Regions from separate parts of the Mus musculus genome. Here region 2 is linked to region 1. The links are chromatin contacts, called in public Hi-C maps. All regions are on one chromosome and are shown on one strand. Each heading gives the region's core, a stretch centred on a gene start, on an enhancer-like site or on the middle of the called end of the contact. The rest is flanking DNA. Distances are from core to core; before and after follow the strand shown. Region 1 has its middle 27 kb from the start of Gm26628. Region 2 has its middle 23 kb from the start of St3gal5.

Region 1 (5,992 bases), core at 1,453-3,952:
GGAGTTCAAAAAGGTTGAGTGACCTACTCATGATCGCAGTTGGGACACCTAACATTTTTGTTGTGGTTGGTTGGCACCACCGACCCCACATCATTGTTTCTGCAAGCGAACAGAGTTCAGCTAAACCCTGGGAGGAACTCTTGATTGATGACCAAGGAGCAGAGCCCAGGTGTCCGGTGCTCTTCCCATCTGGAAGTACAGGGAAAGGAAGGACTTAACCGATTTCTTAGATGTTCTCTGAAGTCCCACATGTTTACTGGGATGGGGAGATCCAGTGGTATATGGGGCTGGCTGCAAAGAGCCGTCAGTACCAGAGCCTGCCCACATCTGCATGGCGCACCATCACAGAGGTGCGCGCGTGTGTGTGTGTGTGTGTGTGTGTGTGTGTGTGACCCCTAGGTGGATAAAAGGTTGATATTGACCTTTAACCTTTCTCTCAACTAAACCTAGAACTCATTAATATACCTAGGCTTCCTAGCCAGCTAGCTCTATGTGTCTGCCTTCAGAGGTGAGCCACCCCTCTCGGTGCACCTACACGAATTTCTGGGAGTCTAGTCAAGATGTTTGAGCAGCAAGCACTTTGCTGAGCCAGCTTCTAGCCCTCAACCCCTCTTTGTCTGCCTTATCGATCCTCCCCTCCTCTCCCCAGTTCATCCTCACAATAGCCTTCCAGCACCAGAGCCTGCCCACATCTGCATGGCGCACCATCACAGAGGTAACCACAGGAGTATCTTTATAACATGCCACATAGCCTTCCCAGTGCTGTTCTGGGCCAGGGTGCCTATTCCTTATCCAGTGACACTCTCCTAGAGGGGTAAATACATGAGGAGGCCTCTCCTCCTGCCCAGCCATTCAGTGAGTTGTCACCTTGGGTCCCAGCCCCCTGCTTGGTAGTCATTCTGAAGTTCTGTGCACTTTCCAGCCCCAGAGCCTGGCAGCTCCCATTGCTATGCCTCAACTGCCCTGGACCCTGCCTGGAAGCCCTCTTTCCACAGGCCACAGCTCTTCAGCATCCTCCCTCAGCCAGGTCACTGCCAGAAAGTTTGGTTGGTAGCTGTCACAGCATTTGTTGCTAGCTACCTGGTTAAGAGTTAACCAGGTTAAGTAACTACCATGCTGCTCTGGTGAAAAGTACGTTGCATATTCCTGAGGTTTTGTAACTTACAAATAGTCTCCCACTTCTCTAAACTTGGCACCAACACCTGCAGTTCCTGTGGCTGAGTCAGCGGAGGGAGAGCTGATTTATTGGCTCAGGTTTGGAGAAGGTACAGAAAAAGGGCATTTCTCAGCTTTCTATCCCCTCCAGGACAGGAAGATCAGAGGGCTGGATGCTTCAGCCCTAGCCTCAAGAATCCCTCCTGGGAACATGCCCCCCCCCACAACACACACACACACACACACACACACACACACACACACACACACACACACACACAGAGCTTCACCCTTGTCTGCAGAGGAGGAAGGATAGTGGGGAGGCTCCCATTCGATGCCTGCCACCCCACAGCATGGTACCAGGGAATTTTGCCAGGGGCCAGAGAGCAAGGCTCCCTCCTACCCACTGTCTTTCTATCGCAGGGGAGAGGCTGGACCCAAAGCCACCCACACAATGTGACCATTGACATTTGTGGGTGCCATGGAAACATCTCTTGGGAGCTGAGTCCTCCCTCAGTAAACTCATTGTCCCCTGAGCCAGCCTTTCTCCAAGAGCTCCCCCTTCTTAGCCCTTTCCCAACCCAGGGCTCCTCTTGTTGACTCAGGTAGGGGAGCCAGACCCAGGTTTGCTGGTGACAGGCTCCACTGCCCTGGGTCTTGTCATCCTGGGCTCCTGTCCATTCCTCATTACGGCGAAAGTGGCCCAGAAGCAGAGCTCTGCACACAGATGGCCTTTTGGTTGCTCTGAGTCCTGACAGAGGAAGCACACAAGGACAGACAACCTTGCCTGCCTGTTTGTTTTGGAAAGCGAGAAGGCAGAAACTGTTCCTGTGGGGCAGCCTCCTGCTGAGTGGCTACCCTCAGTGCCAGCCAGCCTCTGGACTAAATCGATCTGGGCCACCTCACCTAGTCCCTGTTCTCTTTCTCCCTACAGCGCTCCGCCCATGCATTTCTCTTCTAAGTTCTGGAAACTTCTTCAGAAGTCACTCTCCTGCCTGGCTCCCTCAGCCCCCACCCCTACATTTGCTTGAGCCAAGGTCTCCCTGTAGAAATCCAGATACAAAATAAAGCCAGAGACTGTCAGGGTCACAGGAGGCCCCAGCCAGGATAGCCTTGTGTGTTCTCTCTTCCCTCTCTCCCCAAAGATAAAGATGTTGTTATAGAGAAAAAAGGCTCTGTAGAAACAAGGGGCATGGGGACTGCCTAAGATCCAGGCAGGGCCCAGACCAGGGCCTGCTCTCTCTCTCTGGCACTGTCATTTCTCTAAGCCACTCAGTGATTAGAGACAGGAGTTCAACAGATCCCTTGAAGCAACAAACCAGCAGGGACTGGAGCTCCCCCCAACCCCACCCCAGATTTGGGTTTCAACAGCTAGAAAGAAGAGCTTGTGACTACAGCTCTATCTTTCAGCAGCAGCCATGTGCCCATGTCCCAAACCACTCCCTTCGCAGACACCACTGTGGACCCTGATACCACAGAAGCAGTGATTCGGGCCAAGGATCTTGATGCAGTGCCGGCATGGGAAGGAAGGGACTTGCTGATGGACAACCAATGGGAAGGAAGGGACTTGCTGATGGACAACCAAGGTTAGATTGGCGCTCTGTGAGCTCAAACCCTAGCTGGGTGACGGGGCCAAGTTACATAATCACCCTTTGCCTTGACTGCAGCCACAGTAGAAAGTAATAAACCTTCCTGCCTTCGTAGGATGCTGGAAGGGTCTGACAAACAGGGAATAGAGAGATCAGCACAACGCCAGGCTCATGAGAATACACAGGATAAACACACCATGTTGTTACTGCCAGCACTACCCTTAGAGCCAGGTACATGGGTAACGGGGTCTCAGGCTAAGAATGGCCAACAGATGGCTCCTACAGTGACCAGGATTCCATCCCACAGTAGGAGTTCCTGGCCTGAGGGAAGAGAGTGCAATCTGCCAGGCCTAGGCAGCTGAGTGCCCCACAGCAAGGCGTTCTCGGAGCATTCCTGCTGGGCTTTGACATGGGGTGGCCAGTTGGTTCCTGGAATGTCCAAGAAAAACAAACTGGGTATTCTGAGTGAAATTGCAGCCTGGCGGCAGGCTGGGTCTGCTTTAAATTAAACACAGCATTTCTCGGATTCTTTTCATCTTCTTGCCACTGTGGGGTTCCAGAGACATTACCTCACCTCACTTTCCTGCTCTGAGGAGAGAAAACTGACAGGGTGTGAGGCTGGGGTCTTGGGAGGGAAGGCTGGAGAGCCTACTCTGTCTTAGGGCTGAGGTGCACAGAGCCATCCTCCCTCTCCGGGTTCAGCCTCCCATCCGGGCTGGAAGCAGGGGCTGTGCCAGGAGCAGAGAACACGGCCAGTATTTGGTATTTAGCAAAGGATTAGAACATTTTCAAAGTACACATCTCTCCTAGGAGTGCTTGGAAGAAGCTGTCTGTGGTTTTATGAGTCTTTTGACCATGGTGTGATATTTAGACTTGAGGTAGCCATGCACGCCAGCTCCTTGGCTGGCAGAGGGGCCCATTTCCCTGCTGGGCACTGTGGTTTAGGGTGGAGTTCCTTCTGGTTTTTGAAATTACTTTTAGCCAACTTATGGAGTCCCAGAAAATTCAGTGTTGGAGTTCAGCGCTCCTGCTGGGACTTCCCCTCAGGGAATAGACATCTGTGTCTTGCTTAGATCCTGAATCCTTTTGTTTATTCATTTATTTATAGTTTTCTTAAATGTAGAACAACTTGTAAGAGTCAGTTCTTTCTTTCTGTCATGTAGGAACTGGGGATAGAACTTGGGTCCTCAGGTTTGGCTGCAAGTGCCTTGACCTGCTGAGCCGTCTCACTGACCTTTTATTTATATTTTCACTTGTTTATAAAGTGATGTCCCCACTTCATAAGCTAGGAGTGGTAGGAAGTTCACTGTGTAATCAGGCCAGTTTCAAACTCCAGATTCCCCTGCCTTGGTGTCCCAAGTGCTAGGATTATAGGCTAGCACTTTAAAAAGGTGGAAGGGTGTCTCCCAAAGTTTCTTAGGTATACAAAACAGGAACTTCTTGGGCAGTCTTCCAGGAAGCAGGGATTTTTTCCCCCTTTTCTGGGATTTTTATGTGTGTGAGTGTATGTGTGAGCACATGAGTGTGTGAATGTGTGTGTCTGTGTATGAATGTGTGTATGTGTGAATGTGTGTGAGTGTATGTGTGTGTGGGTGTGTATCTGTGTATGAGTGTTTGTGAGTGTGTGTGTATACACCACATGTGTATGCAGGTATCTTTGGAGAACAGAAGAGTGTTGGACCCCCAGGAGCTGGAGTTAAAGGCAGTTGTTGGGTACTGGTAATGGAACTCAGAGCTTCCAGAAACTCAGGAAGCACACTTAACTGCTAAACCATTTCTCCAGCCCCACATAATTACTTTGTTTATAAAAGATGCTCCATTTTCCTGGGAGATTGTGACCATATGTGAAAATATCCTCCCAAATTCTCCTCTTAGGGATATGGTGTCTAAAAGATGGATATCACATGTGGTGTGGACAGAGGACACAGGTATTTTGTTGTTGCTGTTACTGGACTTTGGTTTGGTTTATTTTGGAGACAGGGACTCACTCTGTAGTTCAGGCTGGCCTCAAAGTCATGGCTATCCTTCTGCCTGAGCTCTCCTAGTGCTTACAGTAGATTACAGGCAGGAGCCACCATGCCCAGTTGGAGGATACAATTGAATTTGCCCACCCTGTTCATAGGATTAGCCACCAGAATTCCTGTCTTTCCTTTCTTTCTTTTTCTAGTTTGGCCTTAAGCTAGGCTTGTTCCCCAACTAGCACTTAATTTATATTTACCCTTTTATACTTTCTGTGTCTGCCACATGACTGGCTAGTTACCTCTCCTCAGTTTCATATGTCCAACTTTCTCCGAGTCTGGGTGGTGAATCTTCCCAAGCCTGACTCTTTCCTAGAGTTCGCCTCTCTCTGCTGGGTGTCCTGTCTATTCTCGGTTGCTTTGCTATTGGCCATTCAGATCTCTACTGACAGGTGAATTACACAGTGCACAAGAGCTGATTAGCCCTACAGGTTTTGCTTTTGGCACTGATGTACGTTAGCCTAAGTGTGTTTCTGGACAAGAGTGCTCTGTCAAACTCATTAAGGCTTGGCCTAGGCCCCATATCCAAGCGGACTTCAAATCACTTCTTACATTATCTTCAACTCCAGTCCTACCTCCTAGGCGAGCCATGCCCCTCTGATGCTGAGTGGAGGTGACTCCTTGTGTTGACTCCTTTCCTTCCTCCCCTCCACAGAGGTCAAGGAGGAGGAACTGGTAGAGGACAGTGGAGCATCTGTGCTCTTCATACGGGGTGGCGCTACAGGTCACTGTAGGTCCTCTATGAGCTGTTGTCTGGCCAACCTCATCCCAGAGGAGCAGAGAGGAGACCTGTGCCTCAGGCAGTGCAGCCTCCTGCCAGGCCTCTCCGTTATCTAGCTTTGCTCTCTGGTTTCTTCACATGCAGTCATCTGACACCTCAATTTCCACAGACAAGCCTGGAGTCACAAGTTGTCCCCTGGGATGCCTTGCATCAAAGTTTCAGCCAGAGTCTGAATTCCTAGTGAATGCTGAGCCGATAATAGTGCCCCATTTTCAGATGTAGAGTTCTGACCTGCTTTGTTTGTTTGTTTCATTGGTTGGTTTTTGCCTGTGTAGAAAGCTCAAGAAATCTACTGCTTTTCAGGGTAACATCAATCATCAGTTGCTTTCGACCATTTTTGGTCACACACACAGAGTCATACACAAATTTTTATGTCAACTCCATCTAAGCTAAAGTTGTCTGCCAGGAGAAAGCTCAATTGAGAAAATGCCTACATAAGACTGGGCTGT
Region 2 (6,486 bases), core at 481-2,980, 86 kb before region 1:
GTTTGGAAGCTGGAGTTTTTGTTGTGTCTTTCACTGGCCTGGAAGTCACCAAGCAGGCTAGCTGGCTGACCAGCAAGCTTCAGGGATCCTTCTGTTTCTCTACCTTGCCAGAGCTGAGACTATGAGTAGGTGGTACCACACCTGTCTTGCACACATGTCTTGCGTGCATTGTGGGGATTAAACTCAGGTCCTCATACTTGAAAGGCGAATACTTTACTGACTGACCATCTGGTCAGCCCCTCTTCTACCTCTGAAGAGCCTGTGGCTTGGGGTTTGGCTTGTGTTCTTTGCTCAGTCATGTGTCTCCTCCTTTGCTTTCTTTCTTGGTTCCAGAATGCTACTGCTATCATTGTCTTCTCTCGTAAGATCTTCCCACAAAGCATCTCTTTAAGACCTTGTACATGGGGGAGTGAGTGGAGGTTTAAAGGCAGGGTTGCCATCCATTTGTGCTGCCTCAGCTTACTCTCATGCCTGTCTTTTGCCCGAGGCCATGCCGAGAGCTTGGTCGGTCTTATGTGGAATGACACGTCAGTGAGTTTTGATGAAAGCTCAGCCTCACCCAAACTGGTTCTTGCAGCAAGAAATATTTAGTGACAGAGATCAGGACAAATGGACAGCCTAAACATTGGGAATCTGGGTAGCCTAGTGTAGGCTCTCTAACTTCTATATCTTAACCACTAGCATCCTAACCATCAGCATCCTGAGATTCATTCCATCAGCATCCTAACCATTAGCATCCTAACCATTAGCATCCTTTTGCTGTTTATATGTGGCATCAATCCTGCCATTTTTGATGCTAAGGATGAGTTGGTTTTAAGCCATTTTTGTTCACCATGGTAATTAGGCTCTGCTATGATCCACTTATGTCTCTCCCTTGGATTCTCATGTGCAGTGTTTGCCTCAACCCCTCATACTCATGGGTCTGAAGAATGGTAAATACGTAGAGGAGGAGGAGGACGAGGAGGAAGGGTATGGTGATTAATCTTCACTATCAATGTGACTGGTTTAGAATGCTGAGGAGACACACCTTTGGGTGTGGGGAACATGAAGGTTAGGAATCAACATTGAGTAAAGCTGGAGAAGAGGGGAAATGAGCTGAGCATGGCCCTCCTGGCTCTCTGCTTCCAGACTGGACCCAACATGATCATCTGTATCAGGCTACCTTGCCTTTCCCACCATGCCAGACTGGACCCTCTCAACATATCAGCTAAGATGAACTCCTCCTTTCTTAATGTTGGTTTTTGTCATAGCAATGAGTAAAGTAGCTGGTATAGTTGAGAAGGTTATGAGGGAGGCCATGGCCTTCCTTGGTGGCCAACTTTTCTCCTCTAATCTCCCACAGAAAGGAGCCCAGCCAAAAGAAAACTCAGCACAAGTGAAGCGAGCTACCCCTTCCTTTCCCTCCTCCCCTGCTGCCTCGTCCTATCCAGAAAAAGGGAGCTGACATCAGCACACATTTCGGAAGGACATCCCACGGAAACAGAGGTCCTTTACTCCATGGCAACGCATTAGAGCATCTTTATAAATACACACTTTACTATGTTACTAGAATGTTGACGGACAGTGCGTTTCACTGTGCCAGTGAAGAACATCTGCTAAAAATAAAGTCTGTGAAGATCGTTTTGCCTCGTACAATTCTGAGAAAGAGTTTCCACTAACAGAGTCCAGCCCCATTCCTTCCAAAAACTGACTCTGGTTGTCCTTTGTGGACCACAAGGATATAACCACATGGGTAGGACCAAAGGCAAAACAACAGAGTTTGTGGGGGTGAGTATTCCTCCTCCCACACTGAATTATGCTGTGGTGAATGTCAGCAAATGAGGTGGAATGTCAGCATCTGAAGACAAACTGATGCTGACATCAGCCCCTCTGTGCCCATAAATACAGGAGTGTTCTGCTACTTGCTATTAATCAGTAGGATGCTGGCCAGGGTCTTGACGACCTTTGTCATTAGAATGGAAGACTGAATGGTCTGTAACTTCTTACTTTTTGCTGTTCTGTGTTAAAATACTCCCAACGAGATCACACTAAGGGAGGAAGGGTTTATTTTGAGTCACATGTTACAGTCTGCATTAGTGGGGGAGTTTGGGCAGCAGCTGGTCACTTTGCAGATCAAAGGAAGCAGAGGGAGGGTAAAGATCAATCTATCCCTTTCACACAGCCCAGGATCTCAGCCTAGAGACTGGTCCCACAGTGGGTCAGTCTTCTTATCTCAATTAACGAGATCAAGATAATCTTCCAAAGGCATTCCCAGGTGCTTATCTCCTAGGTAATTCTAGGTCTCTGGCAAGTTGACAGTTGAGATTGAACAGCATGCATAGGGTCTATGAGTTAGAAAGGCCTGGTGATCAATAGGACTCTACAGTTGGCTGAATGGTGTGCTCTTGCTGGCCTCAAACTCACTATATATTTAAGGTTGCCCTTGAACTTCTGATCTTCCTGCCTTCACCTCCTGAGAGCTGAGATTCCAACCATGCACCATCAGGATTGGTTCATATGGCTGGGGGGGGGTGTATGTGTGTGTGTAGAATCCTGGGTTTTTTCCTGCATGTCAGGCAAGCACTGTATAAACTGACCTACATTCCCAGCCCTGGATTCATTTTTCAACACCCTGTAGTTTTACCTTGCACTTGGCTCCATGAATTTCTCTAGGTAGCCATACTGATCCAGGGATGGGGCAAGCCAGAATGGTAGGAGGACTCTCTGAGGGATCGAGCAGCGAGGGTTGAACAACCACCATAAAGCATTCTAATCTCCAAATGACTGGCAGCAACTAGAATATGCCATCTAGATCTCTGTCCTACGTGTGGGTGGCTTGATGTGAGGGTCCAAGAAAGAGCCCAACATTGACTGAGACAATCCTTTGGAGAAAGGACTCCTGGGCTTGGAGAGCGAGGGTCAGGGGGATGATCTGAGCCGTGTTGGTTGTGATACTTGGATACCTCCGTCTCTGCCTGTGCCCCACTTCATTAGTCTAGATTTTGAAGAGGAGGAAACAGAGACATGCTTTCTCTGTGGCAGGCGTGAAGCACAGCATCCCTTCTATTAGGACCAGAGGGAAAATTGGGTAGGTTCTACACATTCTAACACATACGCCTTCGTTTATAGACAGTCTGACTGTCTTCATTACTCTGAACTATGATTTTACTTCCCATAAGAAATAGTCCAGGCTGGCCCACTGGGTAAAAGCACTTACCCGCATGGTGAAGGAAAGAGCTGACCCTGAAGATTGTCCTCTGACCTCCACATGTGCACTGTGGTATACATGTGCCCTTCCCAAATAAAAAAATGTAATAAAAAAAAGATATAACCCCCTAGACCTGGCATCGTGGGTGCAGTATGTGCATGTTCTGACTGTCCCTTTTTCATCTGCTCCCTATGTCAGAGCTGTCATGAGTGCTTGGCCATGTTACTCCTAGCAGACTCTCAATGCAGCCCCCTAAGCATTCTGAGCAGTGACTAAAATTACAGCATGTCAAGACCATGGATACAGACTGAAGCCAAGGGAACGGCAGTCCTTTTTCTGGCCCAGTCTATGGGATGTTGTATACATAAAAAAAGAATTTGTTTTTCGTCTTAGACTCCTGGGGCATAACTTCTAAACCCTTGGAATTCCCTAAGTGGTAGGGATGTCTATAGTAGTCATGGTGGGCCGTGGGTCACTCCCAAGTTTATACGAACAAGGTGACTGTCGGTGACTGTTGTGTATGGGCTGGATAATGATCTAAATAACCGTATTTTCAGTTTTGCGTGGATGAGTTTATTAACCATAAAGAAAGCCAAAGTAAAAGAACAAATAGAAGAGATAAGAAGAGAGAGAGAGAGAGAGAGAGAGAGAGAGAGAGAGAGAGAGGAGATAGATAATAAATACCAAATTAGATGCTCAAAACATCCAGCAACAAACCAACTAGGGCACTCTCGTTAGACAATCTGGGGTGTGTGGTAGAGTAGCAGTCAGATCAGAATATCCTCTTAGGTGAGGCTTCCTAGCAAAAACACAACAACAGCTCCCCCATCCCCTGCTGACCCACAGCATGACATGCTGTGGTCCCTCAGTCTCCCCAGGTTGCCTCCCCAGGCATGGCACAGGGCCCCCCACTCTATGGCAACAGCAAGACACAGCATGCTCGACTTCATGCTCGGCGCCAAAGCTGATGGTGAGACCATTCTGCAAGGCCTTCAGTCCACTTTTCAGGAGCAGGGGATGACAGAGTCAGTGCACACTTGGCAGGACCATGGATATTTAGCAACGTACACAAACAAGAATGGCAGCTTTGCCAATTTGAGAATTTGTCCACATGGATTGGTGTTGCTGGACCTTCAGAGTTACAACAGTGATGTGCAAGGCAAACAAGAAACTGACAGCCTTTTAAACAAAATAGAAGAAAAAAATTAAAGAATTGAGTCAAGACAGTACTGGGCAGGTGAAGCAATTACCACCCATAGTTTGAGGAGGGGCCATTGGCAGATACTGGCTTACTGCTGATGGGCGCCTGGTTGAGTATGACATAGATGAAGTGGTGTATGATGAAGATTCACCCTATCAGAACATTAAAATTCTACACTCAAAGCAGTTTGGGAATATTCGCGTTCTCAGCGGGGATGTTAATTTGGCAGAGAGTGACTTGGCATATACCCGGGCCATCATGGGCAATGGTAAAGAAGACTACACTGGCAAAGATATATGGATTTTGGGAGGTGGGATGGAGGCATATTATGTGAAATTGTCAAACTGAAACCAAAGAGGGTCACTATGGTAGAGATTGACCAAATGGTCACTGATGGGTGTAAGAAATACATGCAGAGAACATATGGAGATGTCTTAGGCAATCTTAAAGGAGACTGCTATCAGGGTCTTATAGAAGACTGCAACCCAGTACTGAAGAGGTACGCCAAAGAAGGGAGAGAGTTTGATTATGTGATTAGTGATTTGACAGATAGCTGTCCCTATCTTTGCATCTCCAGAAGATTCCACACGGGACTTCCTCAGACTGATTCTCCACCTGTCAATGAAGGTTCTGAAACAGAATGGAAAATACTTCACACAGGGGAACTGTGTCAACTTGACTGAAGCCCTGTCGCTCTATGACGAACAGCTGGGGCACCTGTATCATCCTGTAGAATTCTTAAGAGAGATTGTCTGTGTCCCTTCATACTTGGAATTGAGGGTATTTTACACTGTTTGGAAGAAAGGTCAGCCTTAAAGATGAGCATCCCCTGAATGTGTGTTGCAAGCCTCCTTCCTGACCTCCACATGCCGTATATGCCATCAAATGAGCCAGGCAACTGCTCATGAATTCCTTCAAGTGTTTTTTAATTATTATTTTTAATTTTAAAAAGCCAATGGGGAAAATGTATATTTTGATGAGTTAGGATGTTAATTTTTTAAAGTCAGCTGAAGGACAATTAGACAGCCCAGCAAAGACTGTGGAATGTACTGACCCCCTAAAATGTGATTTTAGTATCCTTTTTTCCTCTGTGTGGGGTTGGGTTTTCATTTTGGTTTCAGTAGACCTTTAATTTGGACATGTGGAGGAATGAACATCATTGTTTTGTTCTGGAGAGACGGTCCTGATAGTGTTTCTCCCCTCTCACCCCCAAATTGACTTAGATATTAAACTTTGGTGTTTTTAAAGGTTTAAAAAGAGTGATTACCAGTGCTTCCATTAAAATGACAAAGGAAAAAAAACACAACAACAGAAATGTAACATCATTAAAGGGCGTGACCTTTTAATATAGTTCTTCATGTTGTGGTGACCCACTCCCAACTATAAAATTATTTTTATTGCTACTTCATAACTGTAGTCCTGCTACTGTTGTGAATCGTAATGTAAATGTCTGATATGCAGGATATATGATCCCCATGAGAGAGTCATGACCCACAGGTTGAGAACCACTGCTCTAAAGGCCTCTTCTTGTGACTCACTCTTACAAGTTCTTTACAGTAAAACTGTAACCATGGGAAGAGTGTTTGTGGCTCTTCCACAGGACTTTAGTTCAGTTCCCAGTACGCACATCAGGTTCCTGACAACCACCTATAGTTCCAACCCCAGAGAAATCCAAAACCTTCTTTTGGCCTCTCTGGGAAGCCACACAAACATGGCATACAGTCATAGGAACACCAAATGACACACAAATAAAAACAAACCATTTTAAACCCCATTGAAATCACATCTATAATGTGTGGTGGCTGCTTTGTTTTGTTTGTCCTGAGAGTATCAAAAGAAAATTATCAAAGAAAAGGGGGTAAGGAGAAACCCTGATTTTTTTTTAGGCAGATGAGTAGCAGTTTGGGAACCCCTAAGATTATAAACTCACATTAGAAGCAATGGTAGTCTTTGGGGGGGCTGTGTCCTCAACCTGCGAACCTGCTTTTGCTAGGAATAGCTGGTGTCAGGATTGCAGCTCAGCTCAGCTGATGTAAAAGCCAGAGGAAGCCACCTACCCCCTTCTTCCCCCCCCCCAGCCCCCCGGCTCTCAGAGTTT

Evidence for each region. Hi-C and Micro-C count contacts between places; a contact is called where the count stands out from the background.
Region 2: a contact with region 1 is called in a Hi-C map of uterus, with 2.3 times the contacts expected there. The contact joins two enhancer-like sites. A contact is called at or near these places in 1 of 15 datasets of contacts at CTCF or cohesin (the NIH/3T3 cell line), 19 of 484 Hi-C or Micro-C datasets (the G1E-ER4 cell line, the MC3T3-E1 cell line, MC3T3-E1-derived osteoblasts and 10 more), 10 of 115 datasets of contacts at active chromatin or transcription factors (CD8 T cells, the NIH/3T3 cell line, bone marrow-derived dendritic cells and 5 more) and 1 of 9 other capture datasets (embryonic stem cells).

Annotation. Positions count from the first base shown.
Region 1 is chr6:71,987,376-71,993,367 of GRCm38.p6, reverse strand. No RefSeq gene overlaps it. Among named protein-coding and RNA genes, the nearest start is that of Gm26628, 27 kb to the right of the region's middle. RefSeq lists an enhancer at 1,307-4,035. Within about 2 kb of position 2,702, at least 180 of the 459 cell types and tissues checked have an H3K27ac peak or open chromatin away from gene starts, as enhancers often do. A contact at or near this core is called in uterus, where this site is marked.
Region 2 is chr6:72,071,770-72,078,255 of GRCm38.p6, reverse strand. It overlaps the pseudogene Gm8952. Among named protein-coding and RNA genes, the nearest start is that of St3gal5, 23 kb to the left of the region's middle. Within about 2 kb of position 1,730, at least 14 of the 459 cell types and tissues checked have an H3K27ac peak or open chromatin away from gene starts, as enhancers often do. A contact at or near this core is called in uterus, where this site is marked.